Regions from separate parts of the Bombyx mori genome. Here region 2 is linked to region 1. The links are chromatin contacts, called in public Hi-C maps. All regions are on one chromosome and are shown on one strand. The core of a region is the stretch at or near the end of the contact, and the rest is flanking DNA. Distances in the headings are between cores, read along the strand shown. Region 1 overlaps LOC101743921 (cytokine-like nuclear factor N-PAC). Region 2 holds the start of LOC101738924 (immunoglobulin domain and leucine-rich repeat-containing protein 2).

Region 1 (4,233 bases), core at 926-3,425:
TACAGCGTACACTATTTAAACTATGTATTTAATGACAATAATAACCGTAAGATTAAAGCGTAAAAATAGTTTAAATTATGCCTGTGACTCTCGAAAACCTGAAAGAATACATTAGTATCAAGTTGAGAATAAATACGGTACTAAATATATTTTCATTGTTACATTAAACTTTCTTCTAAGTCTGATCCATTTATATCTAGGACGTGTCAAATACAAGGCCCATTTCGATCATTTTGTATAGATTGTAAGATACTTCTAGAACAATCAAACCGTTAAGATATCTGTTTCACTTCCGATTATTAAAAAAGTTAATCCGATTATTAAAAGAATTGCAGGAGCATTATTTTCTTTTGATTGCTTAAATTTTCATATTTGGCTATATAGAATTTCGCATTTTCCGAGACTCTCACAGGTCTTGGATAATTATGATTAAATTGTAAAAGAAATTAAATTAACAACATTAGTAATTAGTAAAATTAATATTTCAAAATACTATTACGCGTTATATAGAAACGCTAGAAAATGCTTAAAAATAAATTACGTTGAATAACAAAATTCACAGAAATGACACGACCTCGTCCGGTACATTTGATGTATAAATTATGTGAGTACCTACCTACATTTGAAATGCAAAAAATTCGCGTCCTAGCGTAACGAGTTAGGTAAACGGACAGATATACCAGCGAACTGTTTTGTTGACCTTAAGCCGACCTTTACAAGTAATTAGTTACAAAAACTTGTTCGGACGCGTGTCATTTGGTTCAGCCGTTTAAATGACATACTGATTCATAAAGTTTATTAGCCACCTCATAAGCGTTGAAGGTTTGCGGTACAGAAGAATAAGGATTTTATCTCTATATTAACATTGAGATTATTTGTCTGAATCACGACAAGATATCGGTGGTAGATCTAGGTTTCAAGTTTGTTGTGCAGAAATTTCCGTTTTAATCAAGTTTGATCGTATTATGCGCTGGCCAAGAGAATATCCAGAGTGAAAATGCTTTGAGCCTCATAACAGCCTCAGGAGCACATGTTCTTTGTCAGCCATTGGTATTATTAACAATAAGGACTAGTGGTTTCTTAACGGGTACAATGTGCAATGTGAAGATAGAAAATAAGGAATGGACCTCAGGATCGAAAGACATTTATAAGCAATAACCCACGATTAAAAGAAGTGTCATCTTTAAGCTTCAAAACCTAGTGATAAGTATAAATCTACATAGAAAAAATAAAAAAGCGATCATAATCTCTTTATTGATATGGACTGTCTTCTTATCTTAGGGAAATTGAATTTAAAACCTAGTGATAAGTATAAATCTACATAGAAAAAATAAAAAAGCGATCATAATCTCTTTATTGATATGGACTGTCTTTTTATCTTAGAGAATTTGAATTACCGTAAAGTTAAATAAAAAAAAACGGTTAATAATTATGTAATTCATTTCTGAGATTAATAGAATAGATATGGAATATAAAGCAAATAGCTTAATATCCTTAAATAATTGTATTAGCTGCCTTGCGAATGTCGTTATTATAATTTATTCGTAGCTATTTCATAAAATACAGAGCATTTGCAGATTATTAGATACCTATTTATCCGTTAAATCATAAACTTCAAATTCATTATGTACCTACCTAAATTGCCTAAATGTTCTATAAATTGATTAGCTAGGTTGGTACTAAAAAGTCCAAATTCAATCACTGTTATTATATTATAGGTAATATACTTATAGTTATGGTAATTCACTAATTACAACATATTAATATTTTGAAGTAAAGCGAACGAAACCAAAACTGTCCCAAATTCTTCGTATGTTTCATTTATTAATAGAAGTTTATTATTACGATCCCAGGATTGCCGAAATATGAGGTTTATGGTTTTTTCAACAGTAATAACGCTTTGGGAGGTTCAGACAAAAATAGACTCTATAGCCCGATCAATAATAATGGTAGGTAGGTTAAACTCTGTGGAACTTCATTAGGTTATCAATTCACCACAAAAATCAGCACTGCAAAAAGAACTGAAAACATGTGTTCTAGCAAGCGACACCGTGTCTAGTTTTGCGTTGTGAATCGTGCAGAAACGGGCACATTGCCTGACTTGCGTCTTGGTGAATAGAGCCGTTATCAAAATGGCGTCGTTGTGAGCGAGTGCCGCCGCCGTCGGGCGGTCGTGGCGGTCGTTGACGCCGGCGAGCCGCGTGACGCGTCTATCGATCGATTATCTACGTAGGGACGCGCTGACTGTGACAGCAAACTGTGACTGCCATCTAGCGGGACTAGGAGAAGACTAGAAACAATAGTATTTGAGTTCAGAAGCAATAGGTGGCGCTGTATTAAAAAATCTTGATGCGGAATTTTTTTAATTCTACCAAACTTAAAATTTCTATTGACGAATATGATTTATAGTGACATTATAAATTGTTTTTTTTTTCATAAATCGCTCGTACAAAATCAATGCCTAAGGCGTTGGAGCCATTAATAAAATAAAAATAAAAACAAGTAACTTGTAATTTCAGTTTCCCGATAAGATCGTAGACAACCGAATTCCTTGTAGAAGAGAAAATGTTGTTTTTATCTACAAATTGTAAAGTTTAGCCTTATTCTTTTGCAGTGCAAAGACTTCGAGAAAGTTGGGGCCACGATTGCGGTGACACCATGCGATGTGGTGGAAGAAGCCGACATCACGTTCTCATGTGTGGCTGACCCTCAAGCAGCTAAAGAGGTGAGATCAATCTATACTAATTTTATAAAGAGGAAAGATTTGCCTGTTTGTTTGTATTGAATAGGCGCTGAAGCTACTGAACCGATTTGAAAAATTCTTCCACTGTTTGGAAGCTACACTATTCCCGAATGACATAGGCTTTAATCTCTTTTTGAAAAAAATAGGGATCCTTACTAATTAATAAAATTACCTAAAACATTCTTTACATCGCGTGCCCTGCGAAAACTATTGATTATAGAATAAAATAATAGCGGAGCCGTAGCGGGCCGCTAATATCAAATATATAGATGTGAAATGTAAATTATTATTTAAAAGAAAAAGTTGTCAATGATCTCTGTCTTGTATACACACTAGCTTTTATTTGCGGCTTCGCCTGCATGGTAAAAGAAAAGTCAGTGTAGTTTCCCGTGGGATTGAGATGTTTTTTCGAGATAAAAGTTAGTCAATGTCACTCGCCTGACCTAAATAATATTCCTTTAAAAAACATGCCAATCCGTTGCTTCGTTTCGACGTAAAATAAGGACAAATGAACATACAAACAAATACACTTCATATTTATAACAAGTATGGCTTTGCGAGGTCATTGTTGACAAGCCACCCCCTAGTAGCCGGTACTATTTCCAACCTGTGCGCGCGACAAAACAAGACAGTGCTGAATTTGTACACAACGTAATATATATATTAACAAATATACAGAAAAATACAGAAAGTGTACCCTTAGATATTCAATAGCCTAACGAGTTTCTTGCTGAATTTTCTCAGTAGGTCGCGATTCAGATCCGGTGGGAAATTCAGCGAAGCACTGCTCTGGCTAGGGCTGGTGTTAGCAAATTCTCTCAGGTTGAGCCCGTGAGTTCACCTAATATCGGCGAAAAACTGGAATAGCTCGTTAGGCTACCGGCGAATTAGTAGAAAAAAAAGCAGTCGAGCTGACTTTATAAAAGATGTGTTCTCATCAACTTTTTTTTTTCCGTACCTAAGCTGAGAGTCTTGAGAGGTTATTTCAGCGTAACCTTAGCTAGTAGGTGAGCTCGCGGGGCTCAAACCGGAGTGATTCTAACACTGACCCTAGCAAGAGCCGGCAGAATCTACCACCGGATCGGAAACGCAACTCACTGAGAAGATCCGGCGAGAAACTTAATGGGCCGTGTCTGTGGGATCATCATCAAAGAAACTTCTGTGTATTAATTACTTAATGTAGAAACATAATAATAATAACAATAATTAAAAAACAATAATTTATTTCTCTCTTAAAGGTATAGTACAAATATAAATAGAAATTAACCTTATAATTTATTTTTGTAAGCCTTTGATAGAGCTGAAGTCGGTACTAGGTTCAAAGATCTGTATTACTGATCTCCAGGCTCCCTCCTTCTTAAGATAGTTTAGGTTAGGTTAAGTCGTGAACAGATGCTGCGGACTAGTGTTGAGAGATCATTAGGTGTTATCATTTAAGAAGATCGTTATGGGTGTTTTTTATGGGATTTTATGACCTGGTAACTAAGACC
Region 2 (4,233 bases), core at 999-3,498, 47 kb before region 1:
TCGAGGTAGTTAATATTAGAGTTTGTCCAGATTATTGTATCTAAGAGGTTTCCGTATTTGGCGAGCGTCGTCTTAGTTAGCTTGTTGTCCTGGACGGACGTATTGGAGCAGGTCAGGTGTTCATCGTCGCACGTGCAAGTGTCAGGACAGACCGCCACCCCCACAGCCGCGCAACTAGCTGCTACTGACAATACTGCCTGCAGCCACCGCATTATATTACAACCCTCATAGTCTTATTTACTGCAACAATGGAAAACAGCACGTTCAGTGAAACGTAATTTATGCATAGCGAATAGCAAATGTAGCATTGTTATCTATACTTGACTATGAACGTGTACACTTATTGTAAACATCTCATATTTTATTGTAATGTAACCTCGCTTGAATTATACGTTGTGCAGCAGAGAGGGTAATATCGAAATTGTTTTATATTTAAAAGTTATTTGTTATTTGACTTATTTAATTGTAATGTTTACACATCCGATACCAACTTTTACAATAATCGCTTCTATTCTAAGGTTTTCTAGAATAAATTGGAGTTAGCGATAAAAACGTTTATTGTAACGCTTATTAATGATACAATAAAGTGATCTATTCATTTATATGGTCTTACAGAATTTCTATCAATGTAAATCGGAAGGAGACGACTATTCGTACTCTCAAACATGTCTCAAACCGAGTCACAAAAGCTTAGTGATAAGGCTATCCAAGTACTTAATGTATGAGCAAACTTAGTATTATAATTTAAATTTCAATACATGAAATGTGGCTTTACGTGGATAATTATTGAAGCACTCTCTGATGAACAACGTTCGTTTATTATTCAACTAATATCCAGCGCTTGTTATTGAACTCGATATATAAATTGAGTTCACGAGCTCTGGAAATACATCGAAATAGACAGACACATTAAAAGTTTTTCGTTTAGTGTTTAAAGATTTATATTTAATCGAGAACGCATTGCGGTCGCGTTGTTCATTAGTTACAGTTAATGCACAATCAGTAACAAGTTACCTGCCTAGACCTAGATTTAAAACTACCGGCGACTCGTGAGACTTTTTATGACATTCATTTATATTAACAGAAGATTTCGTTAATATTGTAAAGTTTTTTTTTAGTTTTACCAGAACATGTTGGCTCTCATTCTATACGCTATTGAATTGAAAAGACTGTACATTTCCTAAATATGTTCAAATCATGTTAAATATCAACAAACAAGTTTGCAAATTAGCACTCGTTTAGTTTTATCGTGAAATAGTTGGTGCGCGAGGTTAGAGAACGCTGCTCCGTTTCCTGCCTTCACTAATTATTTATCTACGGTTTGTAACCAACAATGCAGAACTCTGTGTTTCTCAATGGGCCAATTCAACGCGGCTCCCGTCTAACTTGGAAATGTTCGTTCTCTTTAGACGACTTTGTGAACCCTAGCATTCTACCATCACTTTCGTTATCATGTTTGTTCAACTGAAACCGTCTCATATACTCATCATATACACATTTATGAAGTAAATATGTGGTATTTACCTAACACACGTCCACATTTTACACCAACTTGCATAATCCACGTTATTTTACATCGACAACAGACGCGCCGAAGACACTCATTCTCACTCGTACGTTACGAAACTTCACCTTTTTAAATGAAACTCCATTGCACATTCACGATTCACACGTTCAACATCGTGCACAAACAATTTTAAATTGAATATAACTCATTGAATAAACGAATTTTCTTTGCGTTTGATTCGTAAAATACGCTAGCTGTCACTACGTTGAAGCGGAGGACTGGATACTAAATGGCGGCCGTCGAGTTGCGCGGTACGCGATCCTTGTCTAGCGTTAACGGCGCGTGTATCACCTCGCTCGCTCGCACGTTCGACCAGTCAGCTGTGGGGAGCGGAGAGTGCCGAGCGACCCCGAAAGTGCTTTCGGAAACGGGCCGTGTACTCGCGACACACACTACACACCGTCGCGTCGCATTCTTGCTTGCAAGTAATTCTTGGCCGAAGACGACCGATCTGTTTAGGGTTCGGCACTTAAATAAATTACGCGAATAATGTAAATTGAATTCACGAAACACTTTAGTTTTGTGCGATCAAAGATTCTGCATTAATTTAATAGTTTTATATTGTGTTTATTAGAAAATGATTTGCTTATTCATTGAAAGTAGATGTTAATTTAATATTTTTAGTATCGTACGTAAATGAAAACAGAGATTGCCAAGTTTTTTGCTTATTATCACTGCGATAATATTGCAGTGATAAATTACGTAGGTACGTACAGTTCGGGCCAACGAATTTCATTCAACTTAATTACAATAATAAATCGAAATTTTATAAATAAACTTAAATACATACTAAACTTATAAGTGCGTTACGTTTCCCTAATGATTAAATTTATTGACCGTACTAAAATGATGCGTTTTATAGGACCGTGTAATTGGAGCGGTATGTTGTTCTTAATTTACCTTCTAGCTTTAATTATTTTAGCGTATGTAAGTCTGACTGTCCGCAAAACAATAACAATACGAGATCGTCACCTGTTATCTATTCGAACAGATTTGCAATTCATGTATTCAGACGGTCGCTAGTTTTTGTCACGTGCTAAAATAGATAGCGGACAAAGATTAGATAAAAGGAAATTAAGGAATTCATTGATTAATCATTTAGGTACTCAGTTTAACTTTTTTTTTTGTTTATTGCTTAGATGGGTGGACGAGCTCACAGCCCACCTGGTGTTAAGTGGTTACTGGAGCTAATAGACATCTACAACGTAAATGCGCCACCCACCTTAAGATATAAGTTCTCAAGGTCTCAAATATAGTGACAACGGTTGCCCCACTCTTCAAACCGAAACGCATTACTGCTTCACGGCAGAAATAGGCAGGGTGGTGGTACCTAGCGGACTCACAAGAGGTCCTACCACAAGTAATTACGCAAATTATAATTTTGCGGGTTTGATTTTTATTACACGACTGTTCGTTGAATCTCCTCGTTGGTTCGGCGGTAATGTTTTATCGTATATTGCAGCCATTCTCGTACGGTTACTGTAGTGTGTTTCTGTCTACTGTGTAACTATTACCGTGCTTAATCTGCGATCTGCGGTATTTTCGGGTCGCCGGCTATAAGCCGCCCATTCTGACAGGTGCGATAGACAGGAAATCAGTCTAACGTTTAAACATAATCAACTATTTTCACCCAAACGTGCAATGGTTTTAGATTAAATCTATCTATATATATAAAAATGAATTGCTGTTCGTTAGTTTCGCTAAAACTCGAGAACCGCTGGACCGATTTGGCTAATTTTGGTCTTGAATTATTTGTGGAAGTCCAGAGAAGGTTTAAAAGGTAGATAAATATGAAAATGCTCGGAATTATATGAAAACAAACAATTTTGTTTTTCCTTTGATGTGTCCCCCGTCGGACGGATTCCTTTTGTTTGTTTTAAGTTTATTTTATACAAAAGTTTAGTAGGTCTTTTATTTATCGATTGAGGCACTACGAAGTCTGCCGGGTCAGCTAGTAAACAATAAATATCTGGTTAAATACTTGGAATTGAGAAATAGTAACTCGGTTCATTTTAAATTAGTAGTTATATTGTGTTATTATTGTTTAAGAGGAAAACGGATAAATTTTGTATTAATGAGATGTTTGTTTTCTTGTTATAATAGTTTTAATATAAATTGAAGAAATACATTTATGTGCATGTGCTAGTTTTTGTTGTTATCAAAATTATTAATCGTCTGTAACAGATAGCATGGTAATTTGAAATTGTAAGTGCTTAAATTTGTTAGTCAATGTTATTCCAATGATATTCTAAGTTACCTGTCTTGGTGAAACTGGAAACGCCTCAGGGCCACCAGTAATAAATAATTCAATCATAAAAAAAAAGATACAAAAGTTAATTTTTTTTTTAAATAAGCGAATACAACAAAATAGTTGGTATTCAGAATTGAATAAGGCCTAAATATGATTGTGGTAAATGTGATGTGGTATCAATTAGTAACGATGACGTTACCAGCAATATAAAAAGGCACAAAATTTTCCGTTGGAGTATTTTCTAATGTGCGACACTTATTATGCCAATGGATACAAAATTTCGATTTCGTGAATCAAGGTGGATATTGGCATTGGTTAAAACAATAAATTACGGTTATCGCGTGCCACCGTTAGCACATGTTACGTAAAGTTGACTAGGTGTGTTGAATGACGTCATTGGTTATTTCGATCTAAT

What was found. Hi-C and Micro-C count contacts between places; a contact is called where the count stands out from the background.
Region 2: a contact with region 1 is called in a Hi-C map of middle silk gland, with 2.4 times the contacts expected there. The contact joins the promoter of LOC101738924 here to the enhancer-like site in region 1. A contact is called at or near these places in 7 of 7 Hi-C or Micro-C datasets (middle silk gland, midgut, posterior silk gland and 2 more).

The regions. Positions count from the first base shown.
Region 1 is chr14:12,355,728-12,359,960 of ASM3026992v2, reverse strand. LOC101743921 (cytokine-like nuclear factor N-PAC) reads left to right here. Exons shown (of 11, transcript XM_062672218.1): 8 at 2,615-2,725. Among protein-coding and RNA genes, the nearest start is that of LOC101738600, 12 kb to the right of the region's middle. Within about 2 kb of position 2,175, at least 8 of the 8 cell types and tissues checked have open chromatin away from gene starts, as enhancers often do.
Region 2 is chr14:12,402,903-12,407,135 of ASM3026992v2, reverse strand. LOC101738924 (immunoglobulin domain and leucine-rich repeat-containing protein 2) reads right to left here and starts at 2,248. Exons shown (of 5, transcript XM_004923758.5): 1 at 1,525-2,248; 2 at 1-240. The coding sequence starts at 212. The region is part of intron 7 of LOC101743921 (cytokine-like nuclear factor N-PAC); the gene reads left to right.